Regions from separate parts of the Mus musculus genome. Here all the other regions are linked to region 3. The links are chromatin contacts, called in public HiChIP or PLAC-seq and promoter capture Hi-C maps. All regions are on one chromosome and are shown on one strand. Each heading gives the region's core, a stretch centred on a gene start, on an enhancer-like site or on the middle of the called end of the contact. The rest is flanking DNA. Distances are from core to core; before and after follow the strand shown.

Region 1 (2,857 bases), core at 262-2,761, 360 kb before region 3:
AGGATTAGTCTCATGGCTATAAAACGTTGTCTAATTTGCTTTTATCCTATGGGATATACTTGGCGGGGCTGAGGGAGAGGGGCTCTGAGTAGGAAAACAGGTCCAGCCCAAACAACACTGAGTTGTGTGCAGTACAAGCAGAGCTCCAGAATATCTGCTTCTGCTACCAACATACAGACACAGGCAAGAACAGTTCTGCACTCAAGAAAGCCTCTAACTGGGCCCTAGCCACTGAGAAGGAATTAAAAGCTCGATATTGGAAAAGACTAATCACTACATTTGCTTAATTATACTAATATAAAAGGGCAAGCCTTTTTCAGAGGAATGGCAAAACCCACTTCTGTGCTCCTAGACTCATGCAGATCGGCACTAGGATGTCTGAAACCCCAGGAAGCAGTCAAATGTCCTTTAATGGGCAAGTTGCACATGTATCTGGGGATTTCTCTATTATCTAACATTTTGTCCAACTTTCTCAAGCATATTCCTGATATCTGACTAAAGTTTACGGGATCTCTAAGTGTCATGCCATCTCAGATCAACAGGTGGTTAATGGTAACCTGGCACTATACACCGGCACTGTTATGTTACAGCTCTGGTTGCTTTGGAAAGAGACTCTGAGATAAGAGTTTAGCAAGGCAGAATTGTTCCTGGGATCAATGGCCATGGAAGAAAAGGAAGGAAGCTGACGGACCAGAGGGAGATGCTAAACATAACCCTTCCATTGACTTGGCTGTACCCTGAAGAACCCTGGACCTGGGATGGCTCTTCAGTTGTTTTGGTTTAAGTCATGATAGCAGGCCTTTTACATATTCTCCCTGGGCAGTATATACCTTAAACTGTCAAGCCATCTCTTCAGCTTTTTTGGGGGGTGGGGGATACTTTTCAAATAAAAAGTTTTAAATTATGGAGAGCAGACATTAGCTGGTAACCAGCTCCAAATACCCCAGCCTAGGGAACCATGGAGGCAGATTAACAGGAGGCTCTGCACAACCTTCCCGCACACCCCAAGAGCTGTTCTTAGCCTTCTTTCACACCTGCATATCCTGCTCAGCATCACCTGTATGGGCCAAAGGTGGCCATCAGCTCAGGACAAGAGAAGCTGCTGCCTTAGCAAAGAGATGTATTGCTGAGCTGCTCCCTGGGGCATGTCCCTCCCCAGAAGTATCTCTCACGTTGTTCTCAGGCATGTGCTTTTTAGTTTGTCAGAGATGCTTAGGAAAACATCCACTGCAAGCCAATAAGATGCCAAGTGGACAGACTGGGCTCGGGGGCAGCCACTGAAGTGCACTGCAGACAACATCAGACTCCAGGAAAGAATTCTTTCTTTCTGCCCAGATTGACTCTAGCGACGAGGGTTGACAGGACAGTTCTCTCAAGTTTCCATTGGATGGAGGGTCAGTCTTATTCTTGGGCAAAGGGAGAATCCCTTTCAAATGGTGGTGTGATAGAAGCTGCCACACCAGAAGTGTGGAGGAGTGATATTAACTGAAAGAATTCACAAAGGAAATGAGTCACTGGCTGAGCTTTGGGGGTGGGGGCACAGGAATCTACTGCCTTAGGAGTGGACAAACAGTACAGCAAGAGCAGGGCATGGGCCAGGGAAGAACTTAAGCTAAATGTTATGGGACAACGGCAGATCAGTTTAGAGGGGCAGACAAGGGCGAGGTGGTGGAGCGCTGGCGATATGGTGGAGGGCGGGCGATGCCTGCATGATCGCTGTATTGTAAGTGATGGTAATGGGTGTGAGGATTTTAAGCAGGTACTCTTAGGGATTTATGTGAATTATTGACCGGAGGATCCTTTCAATGAGGCTATGAATGGTATGGATAAAGAAACATCCAGGCAGCAGAATACACCGTATTTACTGAGGAGGGGAATGACAGAAAATCAGGATTGGCGAACAGTCTCATCTCAGCAAGGAGCCTGGGAGAGCAGGTTGAGAAGCTACGTTAAAGTGAGCATTAGCACAAAGACTTTGATGAATGGGTCATTGAGTAACGACTTAATTAAGGAAATAATTAAGATTTCTTAGATCATTGACTTATTTTTAGAGCACACTGTTTTGGCAAGTCCTATCTTTGAAAAAGGTGTTTGCTAGAATACATTTTCTTCTTGAAGTTACTAATATTGTAGCTAATTATCAAAGCATAGAAATCATATTTTATGTAAATAGAGGCCTAGACATTTCTACAGAGAAGAGTAAGGTCTCACTATAAAGTCTTGGCTGGCCTAGACGTTACTATGTTGACTAGACTGGCCTCAAACTCATGGGGCTCCTCGTGCCACTGCTTCCCGAGGGCTGGGATTAAAGGGATGAGTCACCAATCCAGCTCATATTTTCTTAATGCAGTAAATTAAAGGCTGGGCTTGTAGCTCGGTGGAAGAGTGCTTATCTACCATTTATAAGGCCCTGGGTCTGATCTCCAGTAACACACACACACACACACACACACACACGCACACGCACACGCACATGTAATGAATTGTATCTAACAAATAGAATTCTAAGTTTCCCTTTCCCAGAATGACAAACAGGACTGAAACTGAGCCTGAGTCTGAATGATAATGTTCAACTCTGTGGGCTAGCAATCATTTTCACACTAAAGAAAGCTCTGTGCAGGAAGCAATACCTCTGAGGAGGAGGAGCTGTGCAAAAAGGGTCTCAGCTTTAAGGCTGGCAGTCAGGAACTAGATTAAAAAGGGGACGTGGTGGTGCCCACCTGAAACCTGGCAGTCGGGAGGCTGGGGAAGGAGAAGGAAGGTCAAAACCTGACAGGGCTCTACAGGGAGTGAGCCTCTGTCTCGACATAAAACAACAACCGAATGAAGTTTATTAAAGAGAATTGCCTGTGCTCAA
Region 2 (3,054 bases), core at 182-2,681, 340 kb after region 3:
GATGTAAATGTTGAGGAACTCTGCGGGGCAGCCTGGTGTTTCCACACTCACCAGGTCTGAGAGCACGTGGTAGCCTGGGTTAAGAGAGCAAAGTGGTAGATAAATCACCAGGTCCCGCTCTCCTTAGGAGAGCCTCTGAATTATCAGGACACAGAGGCCAGAGCACAAGCTTCAACGCTGTCTCTTCAGCTTATCCCCCCCCCCCCGCCAGACTTGATCTTCTAAGATGCAAACAAAACGTAGCATCCCCTTGTGAACATGCCAATATCGTTTCGGGGGTGGGAGGGGGGGAGGCGGATACGATTTGAAAACAAGCTCCCTTCACCTCTGTGTGGCAGTCATGAGAGTCTTGAGGACAGCAGTGGTCAGGGCATAAGTTTCTGAGAGTTCTAGTGGGGACCCAATGTACGTGTTGGTTTGAAGTAAAGTAAGAGAAAGATCCCCGCATCACACCCAAACCCTCAAAGATGATAACAGAAGCACTTCTTGGAAAGTTCTTTTTTCTGCAAGTTGCGGTGGTCCTTTCCCTGGACACTCAGCAAGCTCCAGATCCACCCTGGTTTCCTGTTCCTATACTCACCAAAGAAGACCCCCAGCACTGTGCGGTTGTGGACCGAGGGCAGCCCTGCTTTGCCCTTAGCGACAGCATCGCTTAGCCGGCGAGGGTTGGGCAGTAGCGGCTCTTCCAGAGCCTGATAAACACCGTCAGCATAATTAGCCGGTATTAGGCGACGCAGCCGCGAGCCTGGAGCGCAGAGAGTTGATCTGGATCAACGCTCTGGGTCCCCAAGAAGCCCCACATGCCCCCTCCCATTTCCTACCCCCAGGAATGGATAAGAATGTGGTGAGAATGCAATCCCGCAGGCCGCCCCGGCTCCTCTCCCCACACTCCAACTGCACGCCCTCCCTACAGAGCCCGGGGCTTACCAGCCGCACCGCGCTGGTGGTACTTCAGATTATTAAACCAGCCGTCGTAGCGCTGCACTTCCCAGGGCAGTGAGGGTGCGTCCTGGCCACCTGTGGGAGCAGAAAGCCTCCCACTTAACATTAACCTTCCAGAATGCCCTGAATGACCCGATGGGCTTTAGGCTCCTTCCTCAGCTGGCTAACTCCTGCCAATGAACGCCATCTCCAATCCTTTGGCCGCTGAGCCGAGGCGGTCAGAAGTCTTCCAACTCAATAGCTCAATAAGAGATGGCTCAACCCTTCCAGCTTCCAGGCGCCATCTGCCTTCCCTTCTCTTTCCACACTCCTGTGGGACACTGGCTAGCCCCTTCAGCAAGAGGCCCCTACTACGTACCTGCTGGGCCCAGGGGTCCAGTCAGCAGAGCGCCCAGGAGAACTAGAGTCTTGGGACTTGTTGGAAGCATGCTGTCCTTGATCCCGGCGGTGGGGGGTAGTGTGTCAAGAGCGCACACTCCCACGGCTGGTACTGGGAGAGGAGCAGAGAGGTACTACTCAGGTCCCACATCTTCACGACGCGCTTTCTGGCATTAAGACCGTCTGCCACCCTAACCCTGTCTGATGCTGATCTCAAGCACATTAACACCCTGGTCAGGAGCGCAGCGGGACTGTCTATGGGGTTTGTTCTAAAACCTAGTCCTCTCAGCCCAATTTCCCAAGTACTGCTTCTCCAGGAGGGGGATAGAAAAGGGAGAGAGGCTAATGAACTGAGAGCTAGGGACGCGCAGCCAACCTCATCCTCATCTAGGATGAATTACGTTCAAAGGGGAGAAAGGAGCTAGGAGACCCAACCTCTGGTGTAAGGGATCCGGTCCGGTTCAACAGTCTTCCGTGGTCTTGGAGATTTTGTTTCCTGCTCCGCTCCTGGGAGCAGCTCCGAGAATCTTCACCCTTCCTGGATGCCCGTTCACCCTTCGCTCTTCGTCCTGCCTAGCAGGTGTCGCTCGCGCCACCGCTAGCAGGTGTGAATGTGTGAATCAGAGGTTTGCGGTCGAGTTAAGGACAGGATTTCAGTTATTTGCATGTCTCCGCCCCTTCGTTTGCATGACCTCAACCAGACAGGACCCTGCTACCTGGTTTGGACGCCGCCCCTGCTTGCTGCCCACGCTCCTATAAAAGGAGGGGGTCTGCGTTTCTTTGTGAACACTGCGTGAAGTCGCAGGGCCAGGAAAGAGTTTCGGGAGATCACGCCTCTGCGCTTCTTAGGAGAGCCGCAGGGCTCGGACTTTTTATCACTCATCCCAGCTCGCTGCCTGCGAACAGTTCTCGAACTTCTTGCAGGATGACTGCGTGGGACGGGGTGCTACCCTTTTACCCCCAGCCCAGGCATGCCGCCAGCTTCAGCGTACCGCTGCTCATTGTTATCCTGGTGTTCTTGTCTTTGGCTGCTAGCTTCCTGTTCATCTTGCCTGGAATCCGTGGGCACTCGGTAAGGGGGTATTCAAAGTTCTCCCTAGAGGGATTCTAGAAGAAGCCGATTTCGTGGGGGTAATAGTGCGATATGGAGAGAGTTTCTTGGAGACTCAGGACAGAAGAGACTAAGGAAGATTCTCCGAGGATCAGCAGATGCAAATTTAGAAGTCTGGTGCAGTAAGCGACTCTTCCGAGGAAGAGGTTCCTTGGTCCAGGACATCCCGGGAAGAGACTCCAGCTGGCTTCTTTTGGAAGCTGCAGCAGCAGTGGGAATCAGCCCAGTATATTTGGAATTAAGTCTAGCCTTCGGGTGCGGCCAGCCCCCCCCCCCGTCTCTGGTCTCTGAATGCCTTAGCCCCTCTGTCCTGTGCTTTGAACCATGATCAAGAGAATGGGGACTTCTGTGCTTTTCTTACTGTGTTGAGTTAAAGACTCAAGAGAGTTTCACAGAAGATTCAAACGTGTAGCAAGCAAGAGAAATTTCCAAGCTCCCAGCCTCCAGGTCCTGAACTACATTGTTATAAGTCTGAGAAGACCTTTTCCTGTTGATCTTTGTTGGTTCGGAGGAACTGGCAGGTCTAGAAAAATCCGCAGTCCCTCTCTTTTAATTGACTACCAGGCCCCGGGGCCTCCCTCTTCTGGGAGAGGTGACCCCTGTCTGCCTGGCACTTGTGAACT
Region 3 (3,024 bases), core at 143-2,642:
TGCCCACCAGCAAATAGGAATGAGTGCTGGGATCAATTTCCTTCAACTCAAGACCAAAGACCAATTCTAGGCGTGCAGAAGTTCTCCTGAGGATCTCAGGGAATTGCTCCTTATACTTCTTGTTAACTACTGCCAGCATTTCACTTCTTGTAACTGCTTCTTTCATCTTAAATTTATCTAGCAGGAATTCTATCAGCACACTAGCCTTCCTCATGATAGGATCTTTCAGTGTGTGCTGAATGGAAGTCCCTGCCTGGGTGCCATCTGAACTTTTTGTATCAGGCAGGACAGTAGCATTTCTACCACCTATACCAGAGCCTGTGCAGGATACACCTGCACCAAAAGATCCAGGGTTTTTCACACCCTGAGGAGCAGAACCACCAGGGAAGCTGGACCCAGCACTCAGGTCAACAGGAGAAGACCCTGCTTCCTCTGCAGTGGGCTGAACTACTTGAACCTCCCTGCGTGACTGCTGTCGTTTAGCACGGGAGCGGCTCTTACTCTTTTGACCCCTAGGCATGTTGACTGTGCTCAGGACTGAAGTAGAAGAGCTGACAGGCAGGAATCAGGACTTCCGAACTCGTGGATCAAGCTCTTTTCTGCAAACCCTAGGATTGTTCTCTTCAGACTGGCGTCCAAGCCTCTCCTGTCTCAATCAGCATTTCTTATAGAATAATGAGATCAGCTTGGAATTTCAGTCAAAAGTGCTATCTAGACCAGTGTTTCTCAACTTGTGGGTTGCAACCCTTAAGAGGTCAAACCACAGGTTGAATAAGATCATGGGAAAACATATTTGCATTCCGATTCATGACACTAGCAAAATTACAGCCATGAAGTAACAACAAAGATAATTTTATGGTTGGTGGGGTCATCATACATGAGGAACTCTATTAAAAGCGTTTCAGCATCAAGAAGATTAAGAATCATCCAGATTCTAGATGGAGCCCACAGTCGTGTGTGAAAACCCATTTGAAAGACTCGAGTTTTAAGCGTACAGGATCACTGCCCACATCGCGAGGAAGGGAAGGGTTAAGAGTCTCCTTCATAGGTCCAAGGGCAACAGGGGCTCCCGCTAGCAAAGTGACCTAGGAAGAGAACCTCGGGGACACTCCGCGAACCTCCGAAAGCACCGGGACCAGGCTGGGTCTGGCCATCGGGAGCGCAAGGCACTGGCTCCCGCTCCAGCGCGCCAAGCCGTTAGCACCGCCCCTTCCCGCCGGCTCCACCCACCGCCGCCTAGTCGCTAACCCTGGCCGCTGGGTGCGCGGCGCGTTCTTAAACCCCGCCTCCCAGGCCAGGGCGCGCTCTCCTTGTCGCCCGGCTCTAGGCGGTTCCGTTAGCGGCGGGAGGGAAAACCGCCCCCGGCGTCCCCGCCTCCGCTGCTAACGCTTTCCTCCCTACTCCCCCTGCGACCACCCCGCAGCCCGCTACGGAGGCCCCCGAAGTACAAACGTCCCCCACGCTCCGAGCCCCATCGGAGGCTGAGTCCAGTCTAACTCCTCGGGCCCTAAGCTCATTTTTTTTTCATTGTTTTTTGTTGTTGTTGTTTCTTGTTTTTCTTTTGGTCAGGAATTCGCTCTGGTGAGTTCCCTAAGGCGGCAGAAACTTCAGCCTCTTCACGGTAGTAAAAGTTGGTTTCCCCTCCCCCGCTGCCGCCCAGGCCTCCCGCATTCCTTCCCTCCCGCCTCTCCGGATCGGGGCGGGCGGGGGAGGAGGGAGCCAGAGCGCCTGCGCAGGGAGGCCGCTTTCCATCCGGGTCCCTGTCCGTGCGGTGCAGCAGGTCGGTAGGCGGGAAATGGCGACTGGCTGAAGGAGCTGGTTCTGTTGCTGCTGAGGGATAAGCGGGAAAGACACCACCTATTGCGCAGTCGGGACCATCGCCGGAGCCCGAAGACACTTTTCTGTCGTCACAGTGAAGGTAATTCCCTTGGTCCAGACGCTGCCGTTGCTCCGAAGCTCAGTCCTCTCTCAGGGCCGTCTGCCGGGATCTCCTCCCCTTCTCTAGCCGAGCCCTCAGCGGTTCCAGCAACGTCCGTAGGCATGCACTGTTGGCGCCTTGTACGTCCACTGTCGTGGAAGCTGCTCTGGCTTGGACTTTCCCCAGGGAACGGCCAGGGAGCTCACTTCCCGCCAGCTTCAGCTCTTAGGCTGCGGCCTGTGTTGTGATTTCTGGGGTTAGATTTCACTTTGCTACCCACCCCCAACCCCATCTCACGTTCCCAGTCTCTGACCCCGTGGACCCGATAGCTAATTAAGTTAGATTGCCTTTTCGAACCTTCTTGTGGGCCCACGTAATGTTTTTGGTATTTCATTCTTGTAGGGTGCATTAGGGGGGCGTTGCTCTCTCTACTTGAGCTCTTACAGACATCCTTTGAGAATCTGGAAAGAGGTTCTTGGAGCTTCTGTCGTTTTCTGTACTGCTAAAATGTTGAGTTGACATTACTACTTTTTAAAGTCAAGTGTGGTAGTAAAAACCAGCGTGTGTAGGAGGCCTCTGATTTCCGTAGTGGTTAGTTAAGGGTGAATCTTAATTCTATTTAGCATGTTGTTTACGTTGGGTAAGTCCGTATGAGTTTACCTTTGCGTTCTTGACCAGGATTCTGTGATAAATAATTGCATAAATAAATAGTGTTTATTTACTTCTCGCCCTAGTGGTAGCTGGATGTGTGAATGACGTTAGGCACTCTCAGAGTACCTCGGAGAAACCTACTGAGATACTGCCAGGAAACTACCCTAAGCTCCTGACATGAGTATTCTTAGATGCTACTCCAAGGCAAGGCAGGGAGTGTTATCTTTCTCATGCTACTAAGACAATACCAAGATTACGGTTACATCCATATACAAATTAGTGCCTTGAAATGATAGGCTTATCTACATGTTTTAGATTGTAGATTGCCTGTTACTTTGATTCATGAAATGCCAAGCTACACATTTGTGTTTGTGGTCCAGCAATTATCTCTATAAAAGCAGTGACATGGCATGTGGAAGCTAGTTTTTACTGGCTTTTGTTTTGATTTTTCTTTT

The links. HiChIP or PLAC-seq counts read pairs in DNA pulled down with a chosen protein or histone mark. Capture Hi-C pulls out chosen DNA fragments and counts their contacts.
Region 1: a FOXA1 HiChIP or PLAC-seq map of pancreatic cancer cells shows a contact between it and region 3. The contact joins the enhancer-like site here to the promoter of Mageb3 in region 3. A contact is called at or near these places in 4 of 39 promoter capture datasets (the 3T3-L1 cell line, the HPC-7 cell line, HPC-7-derived erythroid cells and 2 more), 6 of 115 datasets of contacts at active chromatin or transcription factors (effector CD8 T cells, embryonic forebrain, embryonic limb bud and 3 more) and 2 of 9 other capture datasets (adipose tissue and pancreatic islet).
Region 2: a promoter capture Hi-C map of adipose tissue shows a contact between it and region 3. The contact joins the promoter of Duox2 here to the promoter of Mageb3 in region 3. A contact is called at or near these places in 1 of 484 Hi-C or Micro-C datasets (embryonic stem cells), 1 of 115 datasets of contacts at active chromatin or transcription factors (bone marrow-derived macrophages) and 2 of 9 other capture datasets (adipose tissue and liver).

What each region holds. Positions count from the first base shown.
Region 1 is chr2:121,599,425-121,602,281 of GRCm38.p6, forward strand. The region is part of intron 1 of Frmd5 (FERM domain containing 5); the gene reads right to left. Among named protein-coding and RNA genes, the nearest start is that of Wdr76, 94 kb to the left of the region's middle. Within about 2 kb of position 1,512, at least 38 of the 459 cell types and tissues checked have an H3K27ac peak or open chromatin away from gene starts, as enhancers often do. A contact at or near this core is called in pancreatic cancer cells, where this site is marked.
Region 2 is chr2:122,296,796-122,299,849 of GRCm38.p6, forward strand. It overlaps Duox2 (dual oxidase 2), which reads right to left and starts at 1,432. Exons shown (of 33, transcript NM_001362755.1): 1 at 1,301-1,432; 2 at 928-1,017; 3 at 581-745; 4 at 1-74. The coding sequence starts at 1,370. Duoxa2 (dual oxidase maturation factor 2) reads left to right here and starts at 2,105. Exons shown (of 6, transcript NM_025777.2): 1 at 2,105-2,392. The coding sequence starts at 2,246.
Region 3 is chr2:121,954,700-121,957,723 of GRCm38.p6, forward strand. Mageb3 (melanoma antigen, family B, 3) reads right to left here and starts at 1,393. Exons shown (of 1, transcript NM_008545.2): 1 at 1-1,393. The coding sequence starts at 520. It overlaps Ctdspl2 (CTD (carboxy-terminal domain, RNA polymerase II, polypeptide A) small phosphatase like 2), which reads left to right and starts at 1,302. Exons shown (of 13, transcript NM_212450.4): 1 at 1,302-1,918.